Regions from separate parts of the Anser cygnoides genome. Here region 1 is linked to region 2. The links are chromatin contacts, called in public Hi-C maps. All regions are on one chromosome and are shown on one strand. Each heading gives the region's core, a stretch centred on a gene start, on an enhancer-like site or on the middle of the called end of the contact. The rest is flanking DNA. Distances are from core to core; before and after follow the strand shown. Region 1 holds the start of FAM43A (family with sequence similarity 43 member A). Region 2 holds the start of ACAP2 (ArfGAP with coiled-coil, ankyrin repeat and PH domains 2).

Region 1 (6,636 bases), core at 3,395-5,894, 150 kb before region 2:
GTGTGCAAAGGAAGAGGGCCTCGGTGAGATGCCCGCAGCCCCCTCGGAAGCCTCTTTCCCCTCGTTTTTTCCCCCAAAACCACCCCACGCAGGGCACACGGCGGCCCTGGTGCCTCAGGGGATGCCAAGGACCCGCGGCAAGCTTTGCAGAGGGCCAAGCCAACAACTCCGGCTTTCATCCAGCCTTCTTCCACACACCCACCTGAAGCCTTCGGCAGTGTGCATTAGCAAGGGTTACTCTGAGCAGAGCAGTGCTGAGGGAGACACAGACTAGGTGACCCAAGTGACAGAGACATCCAAGTCTCAGCTAGGTCCTTAATTCCCTATTTTTAACTGCAGCGTCCCCCAGCCCACCCGTCACTGTGCTGCGCCGACCCGAGCCAGATGGGTTTCTTCTGGTTGTACCTCACCTGGCAATATGCTTCTCCTAGAAGACATTTACTGAGGAAGAGTAAATGTCTTCTAGGAGAAGACGCAGGAGCTGCGTAGAGGTGGCCTCGGTACCCATGCACATACATTAGGGGCTGAGAGCTCGGGACAGCACGGAGGAGATGGGCACGAGGCCTCCAGAAGCGGAGCCCCGCTTGGCTGCACCACCAGGGGCTCACCAAGCTCCTCTGCACCATGTTCACAGAGCGCCTGGCTGGCTGGAGGGCAGCCACAGCTGGTGGGACTTCTCACAAAAAACTCTGGATAGACAAAGGAGAAGTCTGCTCCTCTTCCACTGCGGGGTAATCATCTGCTTGTGCCAAAAAGGCTGGCTTCCCTCCCAACTTCTTCTGCCTTGGAGCGAAACCATTGCTCCAGTTTTTCATGCAAATCCGGAGAATTATTTAGTAGCAGCAGCCCATTTTCAAAAGCCAGCAGTGCCAGTGCATTTTGCCTAGAGGAAACATTGTTCTTTCTGGACAACTTTTCCTCCATTTTCCTTTAAGGCAGCACTGGGAGATCTCAGGACTGTGTCTCTGAAATATTCATGTGATGGCTATTCATTATTCATGCAGTTTCACAATGCTTGATTCAGCGGTATTACCGGCTCAAGCCTGACAAGCAGATATACTAAGAACCCCCCCCTACCCCCCAAGGCACCCCTGAAAGGACACGCAGACCGTTCTGCTCTGTGCAAAGTTACATCTGCCTGAGTCCCCTTGTTTGCAGCTGCAGTCAGACACGTGTCAGCACGGCAGGGAGATGGGCCTGAAGAGCAGCAGGGCTCCCGCCGTGCAGGAGGGCACCGTGTATTCACCCACGGTCTGGAGAGCAGTTGGGACGGGGCTGGCCAGGGAGGGGACAAAGTGGTACGCAGAGCCAGCAGCAGCGCCAGGCTGTCCTCACACGTGGGACAGAGGTGCCAAAGGAGCCCTGGGCCTGGCAGAAGGGCCACCACGACATGCCACAGGGCAGGCTGCATCCATCCTCCGCCTGGGATCCCCAGGAAGAGGGGGAGCCTGGTCTTTTGGGAGTGGGCTCACTCCTCTCCAGGAGCAGGCTGAGCCCTGGAAAGGCACCAACCCTGCTGGTGCCCTCCGGCAAGTTTTTCAGACTCCACTTATTCCACCAGCCACACGAAGATAAAATCACCTTCCTGCCTGTTGGGGTGGGGGAAGGTTAATCAGGCAGGGCCACGTGCATCGGAGCAGGAAGGGGATTTCTCCAGCTTCCCATGCACTGGCTCGACCCGGGCTCAGCCCCGCTGCCCCATGGCTGCCCGCTCCCCTCTCCACGGGCAGGGGCTGCCCTCGTGGCACTGGGACATCGGGCAGAGGACACCGCCCCAACGCCACCTCTGCCCCTCGGCTGCTGGCACAGCAGGAGGTCGGGTGCTTGGCACGGTCCGTGAGCACCTCCTGGGGGCTTGGCCCCCTGCTGCCCTTCTAATTATAGCAGCGGGCGCAGGAAGCGCCGGGGCCGCCTGTGCAGGAAGCGGGGTGTGCCCGCCCTCGGTGTCTGAAAAACAACCGCGGTGGCGGAGGTGTGCCGCGACCGCCGTGGCCTCAGCTGCCCTGCCCAGAGGCACATCCCTGGCACCCAGGCTGCGGCACCCCGAGCTGTGCCGGCAGCATCTCTCGGTGTGCCGAGGGGGAGCCGGGGCCGTCACCGCGTGGGCACCCCACGCTCCTCACACCCTCCTGGCATTGCTCCTTCCAAGTCCTGGCCCATCAGGATGGGGCGCTGATGCCCTATGGCACCCACGCAGGGTAGCAGGAGGTGTCAATTAAAGGCCATTAATGACCCTTTTCCTTGAGAGCAGGGGTGTGCCTCACACCACCCGCTGCCCAGCCCATCTCGGGCTGCCCCAGCACCGCGCAGCAGGCAAGAGCTGGAGGAGCAGCGCTGGGGCAGGGGACACAGCGCCCGTCCTGCCCTGTGGAGCCTGGGCTCTGCTCAGGCTTTCATTTTCATGGGAAATCCTGACATTTCAACGTTTCCTCTGTCCCACTTGGGAACAAAGGGTTGAAGCTCCGACACTTATCACAATTACAGAGCCTCTAAAATGCTTTGTTTTGGAAAATACTGAAATGCCGGTTTGAAACGTTTCACTTTGACTGTGTCACTTCGGCTGCTGCAGCAAGATGAGATCTGCTGCTATCTAGGGTGTGTTCACATGCTGACAAAATTGATACAACCCCATGAATTATTTCGGCCTCATCACATCCACTTTCCCCCATCGGCAGGCTGCTCGGGCAGAAGCGGCATCCTCTTCCCGCTGCCCTCCCCAGCCATGCAGACCTCTGCCAGCTCCGGCTGCAGGGTACAAAACCCACCCCGGTGCTGGGGCTGCTCCCCACAGGGTGTCACCCATCCGGGAAGCACCAGCGGGGCAGGCAGCACGTTCCCCAGCAGGGGTGGTGGGCAGCACACCCCGAGCCCACAGCCGGCAGTGGGGTGCAGCCCTGGGCCTCATCCCGCAGAGCGAGGAGGAGGAGGGTGGAGCAGGGCAGGAAGGGGGAGCGCTGCCAAGGGCCAGGCACAGCGCTGCAGCGCAGGCTGCGAGCAGGGAAGGCCGGGCTGCTCGGGAGAGATTGTATCTGCCAGACTTTCCCACGCCGTGGAAAAGCTCGCCGGGCGGGCGCACAGAGGCAGGTGATGCTCGGTAGCTGCTGGTGTGTAACGTAAATGGAGAGCTGGCTGCTTTGCTCCCCCCCAGGCTACAGGGCTGTGTAGATAAGCCCCCGGCGTGCATGCCCTGCAGAGCTCGGGTCCTGCCGTCCTCGCAGGGAGCCTTGTGCTTGTCCCGGCCCTGCAGGGCTGGCCGCTGCCGTGCTGTGCCTCAGGTTCCCCTCCTGGCAATGAAACGCAGACATCCACGGGAGCATCCCCACGCTTAGGGCTGGTGTCTCAGACATAACTGAGCCTCTCTGTGCTGCCAGACTTCATGCAGACACCCAGCAGCAGCACCACCCAGCCTTGGGCTGGAAACACCGCAACACAGCCCCCAGCTTGGGGCTAGGAGGGGTCAGCCCCGAACCGAAGCAGACAGAGACGGTCCTGATGCTAATCAGGCCCACTAACGAAGCATGGAAGGCTGCAATGATCTGGCACACCAAACGGTGAGAAAGTACAGTTAGGAGCCGAGCTGAGACAATTTCCATCCTTGGGCAGGGTTTAAACCACAAGGCGCCTTCCCTGCAGCTGCACTTTCGGCTGGCCCATAGGCAGCTGCGCTGGGTGCTGCTCCCCGGCTGCGGCACCCGTCGGGCTCCGTGAGGGGCGACACCGAAACCTGCACCCCAAGAAGGCAGCACGGGATGGAAGTGCCACCCCACGTATGTGTGCTGAGCCCATTACAGCATTTCAGAGGGTGCAGGGCTTTATGCCCAGGACGAAAAATGAAGCCTGCACTTTCCAGAGCCAGCCACAGGCTTTCTAGCGCTGCAAAAGTGCTGCGCTAGACCCGCCAGAGACAGGAAACGCCGTGTGTTGCAGACACACACCCAGCAGCGCCTCTGGAAACAGATGCGGTCATGGGTCCCCGCCGCCAGCCCGGGCTGGGCCCCTGGGGACCGCGTCTGCAGCGCTGCCCCCGGTGCGGGGCTGGTTTCGGGGTGCAGCAGCCGGGGGCAGCCGGGCTCCGAGCAGTCGGGCCCCGGCCGCTGCGGTTACCTGCAGTTCCCGGGCAGTCTGCTAGGTGGCACAACGCAATAATAATAACGACAATTTGTTCTAATCCATCCAAACTCTGCAAACGGTTTGCCAGGCGATTTAAGCGCACTTTTGCCTGTTTTACCGCATTAATAAGTATTCGCTGCCGTTCCGTCGAGCACTTCTGGACACCCCGAGAAAGCGGCTCGGGACTCGCTGCCCAGAGGGCAGGACAGCGCTGCGGGGAGCTGCGGCGAGCAGCCGGGGGCCGCCTTTCTGAAGCTCTCCGTTAGGGGAACGTGCCCGAGCGCCCGTAGCAGAAAGCTGCAGGAAGCTTCTGGTCTCCCTGCTGCACCGGGGGGGGGGGGGGGCTCCCCTCGCCGCAGCCCCCCGCTGCCCTGCGGCTCCGCGCTGCCCGGCGGCGGGGCCGGGGCGCTGCGGGGCGGCGCTGCGGGGCTGACACCGCCCCCTGCCCGCCCCTCGGTGGCGGTGCCGGGGCCGGGGCCGGGGCCGCAGAGCAGCGGCGGCGGCGCAGAGCGGAGCGGAGCGGAGCGGCGGCGGCGGCGGCTCCGCGGGCCGCGGGCAGCGGGCGCTCCGCCCTCGGTGCGCGGGGCCTCCCCTCTCCGCGCCCGCGGAGCGCCGGCGCCCGCCCTATATCTCCGGCCGCGGTCCCGCGAGGATGTGAGGCGGGCGGGCAGCCCGGCCGCCCCCGCCGTGGCATGAGCCCCCTCGGCCCGAGCCGGCGGCGCGGCGCGTAGCCGAGGCTCGGCGGGGCGATGCTGCCCTGGAAGCGGAGCAAGGTGGAGCTGGGCGCCGGCGAGGCGAGGCGGCAGGGCAAGGCCAAGGGCTACGCGGTGAGCGTGCACTACTCGGCGCTCACCTCGCTGGCTCGAGCGTGCCCCGAGAGCGCCCTGCACCGCGTGGGCAGCATGTTCCGCTCCAAGCGGCGGAAATTCCGCGTGACCAGCGAGGATCCCACGTACACCGTGCTCTACCTGGGCAACGCCACCACCATCCAGTCCAAGGGCGAGGGCTGCACCGACCTGGCCGTCTGCAAGATCTGGAGCAAGAGCGAGGCCGGCCGGCAGGGCACCAAGATGAAGCTGACCATCAGCGCGCAGGGCATCCGCATGGCCCACGCCGAGGACAAGGGGCTGCGGCGGCCCGGCCACCTCTACCTGCTGCACCGCGTCACCTACTGCGTGGCCGACCCGCGCCTGCCGCGCGTCTTCGCCTGGATCTACCGCCACGAGCTGAAGCACAAGGCGGTGATGCTGCGCTGCCACGCCGTGCTGGTCTCCAAGCCCGAGAAGGCGAAGGCCATGGCCCTGCTGCTCTACCAGACCTCGGCCACGGCGCTGGCCGAGTTCCGCCGCCTGAAGAAGCGGGACGACGCGCGGCACCAGCAGCAGCAGCTGGTGGGCGAGCAGAGCATCCCGCTGGTGCCGCTGCGCAAGCTGCTCAACGGGCAGTGCTGCTACAAGCCGCCGGTGGAGCGGAGCCGCAGCGCGCCCAAGCTGGGCTCCATCACCGAGGACCTGCTGGGCGAGGAGCAGGAGGAGCGGGCCATGCACTGCGAGGACTGCGAGGACATCCTGGAGGCGCTGGGCGAGCCCGAGGGCGAGCTGCTGCGCTCCGGCGCCGGCCGCGGCGAGGCCCCGGAGCTGGGCCAGCTCCTGCGCGACCTGGGCGAGCTCAGCCTGGGCAACGACCTGCGCTCGCTGCGCGCCGACCTCCGCGTCCGGCGGCTGCTCTCCGGGGAGAGCACGGGCAGCGAGTCCTCCCTGGAGAGCAACGGCCCCGACGGCGCCGCCCCGGCCTGCAACGGCGCCGAGCAGTCGCCCCCCGGCGACCCGGAGAGCGGCTGAGCGCACGGCGGCGCCGGGGGCGCACGGCTCGGCCCGGGGCACCGGCGGCCCCCCCGGCAGCGCACGGCCCCTGCCGGGAGCGCGGGGCTCCGCCGGGCCGCCCCCGGGACGCCGGGGTGCCCCCGAGCCCCCCCGGGAGCACCGGGTCCCCTCCGCGGCCAGCGCACGGCGTCCCCCTGCCGGAGCCCGTGGCTGCACCGGGGAGCACCGGGACCCCTCCGGCGGCACCGCGCGGCCCCCCCTCGGGTGTGCATGGCCGCTGCGGATCCCCCCCGGGGCCCCTCCGGGAGCGCACCGGGTCCCCCCGCGTCTCCCCGGGGCCCCTCCGGGAGCGCAGCGGATCCCTGCGGCGCCGCCGCGTCCCGGGACCGGGGGCCGGGGGCTGCCGCGGCCCGAGGACGGGAGGTGGCTGCGGGCTGTTTACCTCCGGCTCAGCCCTTGAAGATCTGCCAAATTCCTGGAATAGCTTTCCCCGGGGAGGGAGGGAGGGAGGGAGGGAGGTGTTGCGCCTTGTTTACAGTCAGAAATCTCACATCCGAGGGGGGGGGGGGGGCGGGGGGCGCCGTTTTCTACATTAAAGTCACTCCATCGTGCTGTCGTGTCCGAGAGGTTTGCACTGTTGTGAATTTTTTTTATTATTATTTTTAATTTAGACCCTTTTTTTTTTGGGCCCCGGTCCCGTCCC
Region 2 (6,451 bases), core at 2,879-5,378:
CTGGGCGCTTGTGGCACAGCAGACCAGGGGCTGGAGCACGGTGGCACCGTTTGTGGGGTCCGAGAGCATTGCCCATGTTCCCGTTTCTGCGTTCTCCTCCGAAAGTAATAAGCAGACAGGTTAGGTACACGTGCTGGGCTCTGGCAGCTCAACAAGAGCTATTCCAGACAGGGTAAAGCAGCCACTTCCCTGCCTTACCCGCATCCCCGTGTGACAGAACTCCGCCCGTTACCTGCAGGACAGATGCCTATCGACTCAACTTGGGTTTCACAGCACTGAACTACAGAGAAAATCAGCAACGTAGAAAACCCAAAGTGGCACCAGTGACCCGCTCAGACAGCCATTCTCACTAGGCCTTCTGACACAGGACACACAGCAAACTAGGCTCTCAGTGGAGGTGTTCAGTGGTTAACACACAATTGAATGCTACCGAATTTAGAGATGAGTTCTTTCAAGCTATTGCACTTTGATCACTATGAATCCATACCAAAAAGAACTTCTATTATTTATTCCATCAGATCAACACAACTACAAAGAACTAGATATTAGATTACTTCCATCAGATCAATGCAACTACCTAAAAACAACAGTTCAAGGAACAGATTTACAGAAAGATAAACCTTAGAAGGGATTTTAAAAGAGTTTATTCCCATTACAACGTGGCACGTTTACTGACATAAGATATACTAAAAACAAATTCAAGTTAATCACGTCCTTCATGCTAGAGAAGGAAAGAGATGTTCTAATCTACGTGGCCTATTCTTCCTGTTCTATGTGCACGCAAAGGGATTCAATCCTTCCTAAAAGCAAATAAATTGCAACAAGCGCTGACAGAAGGTAAAAGCCGGTCTTTATTTATTTTAGCAGCGGGAGCAGACAGCTCCCTCCAGCACTTCTCCACCCCCCGCTCCGCTCGCAGCGAGGCCCATCCCAGCAGGACCCCCTGGCCCGGGCAGCCCCGAGGTTGCAGAGCACGCTGACACTCCTGCCACGAGGTCTGCATCCCATTTCCCCTTCCTGTTTCTGCAGGATATTTAAATGCTCACATATTCGCTACAGCTGACGTGAAGGACTGCTTATTGCTTTTGTAGATGCATACTTAAATATAATAGTGAGTGCAAAACAGAAAATCCTTCACCAAACTGACCGCCTCGCAGACTGCACCCTGCACCAGGGCTGAACCGCCCGAAGTCGGGAATTGTTCCTAAAAGCTTGAGTTGGGTTTTGAAAAAATCCCAATTTAACAGACTGTCCGTAAAAGTTTTTCACCAAAACGAAAAACCAGCAAACAAGCATTACAACAGCCACAACTTGCTCTAACATTCAAGCCAGACAAAACAAAGGCAAAAGCACTCGTGTATCAGGGAATGCCAGCGACAAGGCAGCCGCCCTCGTGCTGCAGGCCCCCCACGGCACGCAGTGCTGCGGTTACACCTACACCGAGGACTCCTCACACAGGTCCCTTCGAGGAAGACATGCCACAGCCAACAATTCTACTCAAACTACCCCTTATATGCTTTGACTAAGAACAGTGATTTGCAGCTGCATTTCCATGCTTTCCTCTAACTCTCGCCCATCATCTGTCCTGCAGCTGGGCTCTCAGGAAGTGCACTCTCTCTGAATGCAAAAAAAAAAAATCCAGCCACAGTGGCAGATAAGGACAAATAAGCGATCTCAAGAATATCAACTTTCTACTGATGAATTTAAAGATTGCAACAGGCTAAAGCTTCGTTGTTGTTGTTGTTTTTTCCCTAGAGAGTTCTTACAATTAATTACTCACATCACAAGCAACACAATTCTGCTCTATTATTTATCAAGATCACTGTCACAGCAGGTATGTTTCCACATCACTTAAACGTACCTGTCCTTTCTAATGATTTAGGTTTAAAGTGATCAAAGGGGCTGCTGCAGTGCATACTTCATCTATTAAGAAATGATTCTTTAGTTACAAGAAGAAAAAAAAAAGAAAGCCTGTTCCAATAACCTCTGAAACTGAAATTCTCATTGTTTAAAGATAAGGAGAAAGTATTATTTCACAACACTATCTGGATATAAAAAGACAGTCCAGGAATTCCTGATTATACCAAAAGAACTTGTCAGCACAACTCCATTTTTGCTACCCAGGGACTGCTCCAAGGCCCCTCCCTATGCAACTTCTTCATTCGAGGGATGACAGCAACACACCGCAGGAGAACTGCGAACACACTTCCTCGCTAGCTCGTCGGTTTGTCCATGCTTCAAGAACGGGAGTCACGAAGCACATGACTGCTGAGAGATTATTTTCAAAGCTTCAAAGGAAGAGTGCAATTAGGGAAAAAAACACACGCAGCAAAACATGATTGCAAGTTTACAAAACTGTGCTCAAATTCACAGCCGTTTCTATTGCCCTTTCAGAAATAAGCTCCTAAACCTCAGGTTTCCACACGTGAGCTGATCTGATCTGACCCAAGTTCACAAACACAGAGACGCAAGAAGGCCACCCTTGCTTCGGGTTTTCTAATCCAACGATTTCTTTATTTGCTGGGAAAAAAGATGACTTACTACGAAATAACACACCGCGCGTTTGAGGGGATCTCTGTGGCCATTATCCATCATTGCACCAGCAACAACCCATGCTACCTTCATACGCTTTGCACGTCAACTAACAACCCCTTCTTGGATTCAGCATGCATTACGGGGGCTGGACCCGACGATCTCCTGAGGCCCCTTCCAACCCCTACAGTTCTGTGATTCCCAATTTCACATCAACGCCAAAAAGTGATTGACGTGACCTTCTGAGAGGCAGACAAGCAGGAAATCCACGACTCTGAAGATGGACGTAGCAGTGTTTTGAAAGATTTAAGTTGTTCCCTGTGAAAAAAGGGATTTGGTGACTCAGAAACTCTGATTCATCTACTTCCTCCCTGTCTTCTCTGTGGCTATAAGTACAACGTAAGTAAACGATGACACTTCCACGCAGTGTGTGCCTCCTGACAGGTTTATTTAACCGCTCCAACAGGTACACTGATGGGAAGGACCGGGACTACACCCACCTGTTCAGCAAGGTCAGGAGGCAGCCGCGGCTCTGCCTTGCTGTGAGCCGAGGGATACAGCACAAGGGCGCTGCTCCCTCCAGTAACGCTCAGACCTATAAAAGCCTCGCTCTGCATCACTGTGTGTATCGACCCTCGGTAAAACCACTGCAGCCAGCCCCATCGAGAAGGCTTCCGAGTGTTCGGATTAGGGAAATCGCATGAACACATCCAAATGGACGGAGTTACAGAAGTAAATACTAATGCATAATGAAAGCTATCAAGCGGGTGTTATTTTGCTTTTTGGCTTTTTAAAACCAGAAGTTGTGCAGGATCTTTGCTTCACGACTTTAACCACTTCCTAGCACTTGAAGCCTGGAAGAACGCTTTGGTGGCTTCAAGAGACTTCGCCAGGAGGCTTTCTGCAGTTCCTCAGCGGGGGCAGCATCAGAGGCTGCAGGGAGACCACAACGCGTTAGCAGACCCTGACACGGTGCCTTCTGCAGCCTCTCTCCTTGAGGGAAGAGGATCGAGGGGGGAAGAAGGCGATACGGTGGAGATTCAGAGCAACTTGGAAAGAGCAGCACCGTGCACACGGCTTGAAACGTGTCCCAGCTCCTTGCCTTCCGAGACGCCTCCTATACTCAGCATATCAATAGCCAAACAGAACTGCGTTTAATCGCACAGCTCTGAGGTTAATTAAGGCAGTGCGGGACCCCGCCGCCACCAGGCGGCTGGGGCAGCCCCAGAACCCGCTGCCGTTCCCTCAGGAGGTGCCCGGCGCCTTCCCCTGGGCCTTCCCCCGGCAGCAGCGCTCCCCCCCCCCCCCGCTGCCCTGAGGCGGGCAGTGCCGGGCCCCAGCCCCAGCCCGTCCCCTCACGGGGCCGCGGCACCCCCGGGCGGGCCGCCCCCAGCCCCGCGCCCCCAGCCCCGGCACCTGAAGCGCGGCGAGTCCTTGAGGCACTCCTCGAAGTCCACGGCCACCCTCATGCTGCCGCCCGCACGCGCGGCCCCGCCGCCGACGCCGGGCACGGGGCGAGGCCGGGCGGGGCCCAGCGGCTGCTGAGGGGACGCCGCACCGAGCGCCCCTCTGCCCTCCTCCCGCGCCCCGCCGCGACTGACGGCCCCGCTGGCCAATGGGAGGCAGGAAAAGGGGGGCTCGGCCAATGAAATGTAACTGTAGGCGGGGCTTCGCCGTAGCGGAGTAAGGGGGGGGGGGTGACGGCCGAGCCAAGGGGAAAGGGGGGCGGTTTGACCAATCGCAAAGCGCGAGGGGAGGGTGTAACAGGCAGGCTGGCCAATAACTGTGCCTCTCGCAGGAGGCAGCCAACCGCCGGGCGTCTCGGGGATCGCTTCCGCATTGGGCCTTAAAAGAGTAACAGCCGGGCAAGCCAACGGGGAGACCGCCGTAAGCCGCTCACCCGTTGGCCAGCTCCGTTGCCACGGCGACCCGAAAGACCAATAGCAGCGCTCTTAGGCAAGGAAGGGGCCCGCCCCCGCGCTGCGATAGGCCAGGCCGCCTGTCGGTCGCGGCGGCGGCGGGAGGCTCCTATGGCGGTCGGCCCAGGGGGCCCGGGCTTGTCCCCTGAGGCGGGCCCCGCCCCTCAGCGCGCCCCTCACGAGGCCCTCGGCGCCGCGCCAGCCCCCAGCTTCCTTCCTCCGCCTGCGGAGCGGGCAGAGGCGGACCCCAAGTTACGTAGGCAGTACGGAAACCAAGGACTTTTATTTATTTGGTGACACTTAACACTGTTTTCAAACAGAATAGTTACAGTTGTGAGGTGGTTTCGTAATACAGACCACAAAAAAGCATGTTACAGAAACAAAGAATTCCTGTGAGATACACGAGTTCAACACCACAGACAGCTGCAGAAAAAATATTTGGGCACACTAAGTGCCCAACACAGTGTAAAGCAAAACAAAACAAAAGCAAACCACCAAAAAACCTTCAAGGACAAAAAAACCTTAAGGACAGGGTTAAGGCTGTTATTTGCAAGTGATCTTCCTCCTGGAAGCATTCTGGAAATATTTTCCCTAAACAGGATGGTACTTGAGGGCTTAAATAAATCTGTGTGAGAAACACTGCAATGCCGATGCTGTGGATTTCCATTTCCACGTTGGTGAGGGCTGCGTGTGTTTTGTTTCCTCTTTACACCGCTCTTTACGCTACAAATGAGCTGTTACTGTATCACCACAAGATTAAAACCTGCATGCAAATGAAAGAAGAAAGGCATGTCCTCTCCTTTGTCCCTACTCAGCAGGGAGCTATAATTAATATTTCCAAAATAGAAGGAAATCAGACATTCCTCTAAAAACAAACCAAAATAGCTATTAAGAAGATCTGCAGTAACTGCAAAGTAAACTTATCTATTTTAGCCTTTAAAATACATGAAGGGTTAAGCCTGGATAGAAATCAGGTGAACCAGCCTCTCATCTAGAAGCAGCGTCAGGTACATTGGGTTGCAGTCCAGGTGAGTCATACAAAGTACGAAGAGAATTTTTGCTAGCACTGAAGAAAGTGAGGAGGACAACAAACCTTTATTAAAAGACATCACTAAAACCAAAGAAGTTCCTATCCAAACTGCATCTAACTGAAACCTGGGGACTTGGTTGCACAGCAGAAGAGCGATCACCCAGACTGCTTAAGATCTGAAAGATGAAGGGAACCTATACATTCTGAGATTCATTTGAAACTACCTTCATGTATTTATGTGCACTCTACCTTCCTCAAGGATACATACCCAGTTCATCTAGGATTTTGGAAATCGTTACAGGAAAGAACTTGACTGAAAGTTAACAAAGGGGGGTTTGTTTGTTAAATTAAATGCTTTGCAAGCATTGTAGGCTACAAGGAACTCACACCAAAAATTAAATAAAAACAAGGTCTTGGGCACAAGAATTGTGGTGGGGAAGAAGGCAGGACATTAGCTCACGCAAGAGCTTTCTGATGGTTTCTGCTTTAATTATGGATACTTTATCACAAATTAAGAGTAATCTGTTTTAAAGCATCACATAAGACAACTGTGTTACCCACACGCATTGGTCAAATCTTGACCCTCTCAAGCTCCAATCCAAAAGCCACGCAGCTTTGCCAAGTGCCACTACTCTCTCATTAGGACTTTGTGCCTTAGCTAGGGCAGACCATCTGAAATGCAGGCTGGTCTGCAAAGAGCTTTGCACATACCAACAATCTGAACTCTCAAAGCTAATACATAAAGGGTGTAAATTTTGAAACACTTTGAGAGCCAAGTTTAAAGCTACAATAAGAGACTGTAGGAGTCACAAGCATCTAATTGCTTACTCTTTGCCCCTGCATACCTACAGAAATTGATACAAAATTTTTGACACAAGAAGCAGCAATCTCCATACTGCAAAAGTAGCATCATCACACTGCACCAAACCAGGAGTTCAACTTTTTCTTGTGAAAAGACAATACTGATTTT

Evidence for each region. A called contact is a pair of places that touch in the nucleus more often than the background predicts.
Region 1: a contact with region 2 is called in a Hi-C map of granulosa cells, with 2.4 times the contacts expected there. The contact joins the promoter of FAM43A here to the promoter of ACAP2 in region 2. A contact is called at or near these places in 2 of 7 Hi-C or Micro-C datasets (granulosa cells and liver).

The regions. Positions count from the first base shown.
Region 1 is chr9:14,146,168-14,152,803 of Taihu_goose_T2T_genome, reverse strand. It overlaps FAM43A (family with sequence similarity 43 member A), which reads left to right and starts at 4,644. Exons shown (of 1, transcript XM_013186104.3): 1 at 4,644-6,636. The coding sequence starts at 4,860. The coding sequence ends at 5,951.
Region 2 is chr9:13,999,976-14,006,426 of Taihu_goose_T2T_genome, reverse strand. ACAP2 (ArfGAP with coiled-coil, ankyrin repeat and PH domains 2) reads right to left here and starts at 4,128. Exons shown (of 25, transcript XM_048076633.2): 1 at 3,949-4,128. The coding sequence starts at 4,001. It overlaps PPP1R2 (protein phosphatase 1 regulatory inhibitor subunit 2), which reads right to left. Exons shown (of 8, transcript XR_007168335.2): 8 at 4,720-6,451.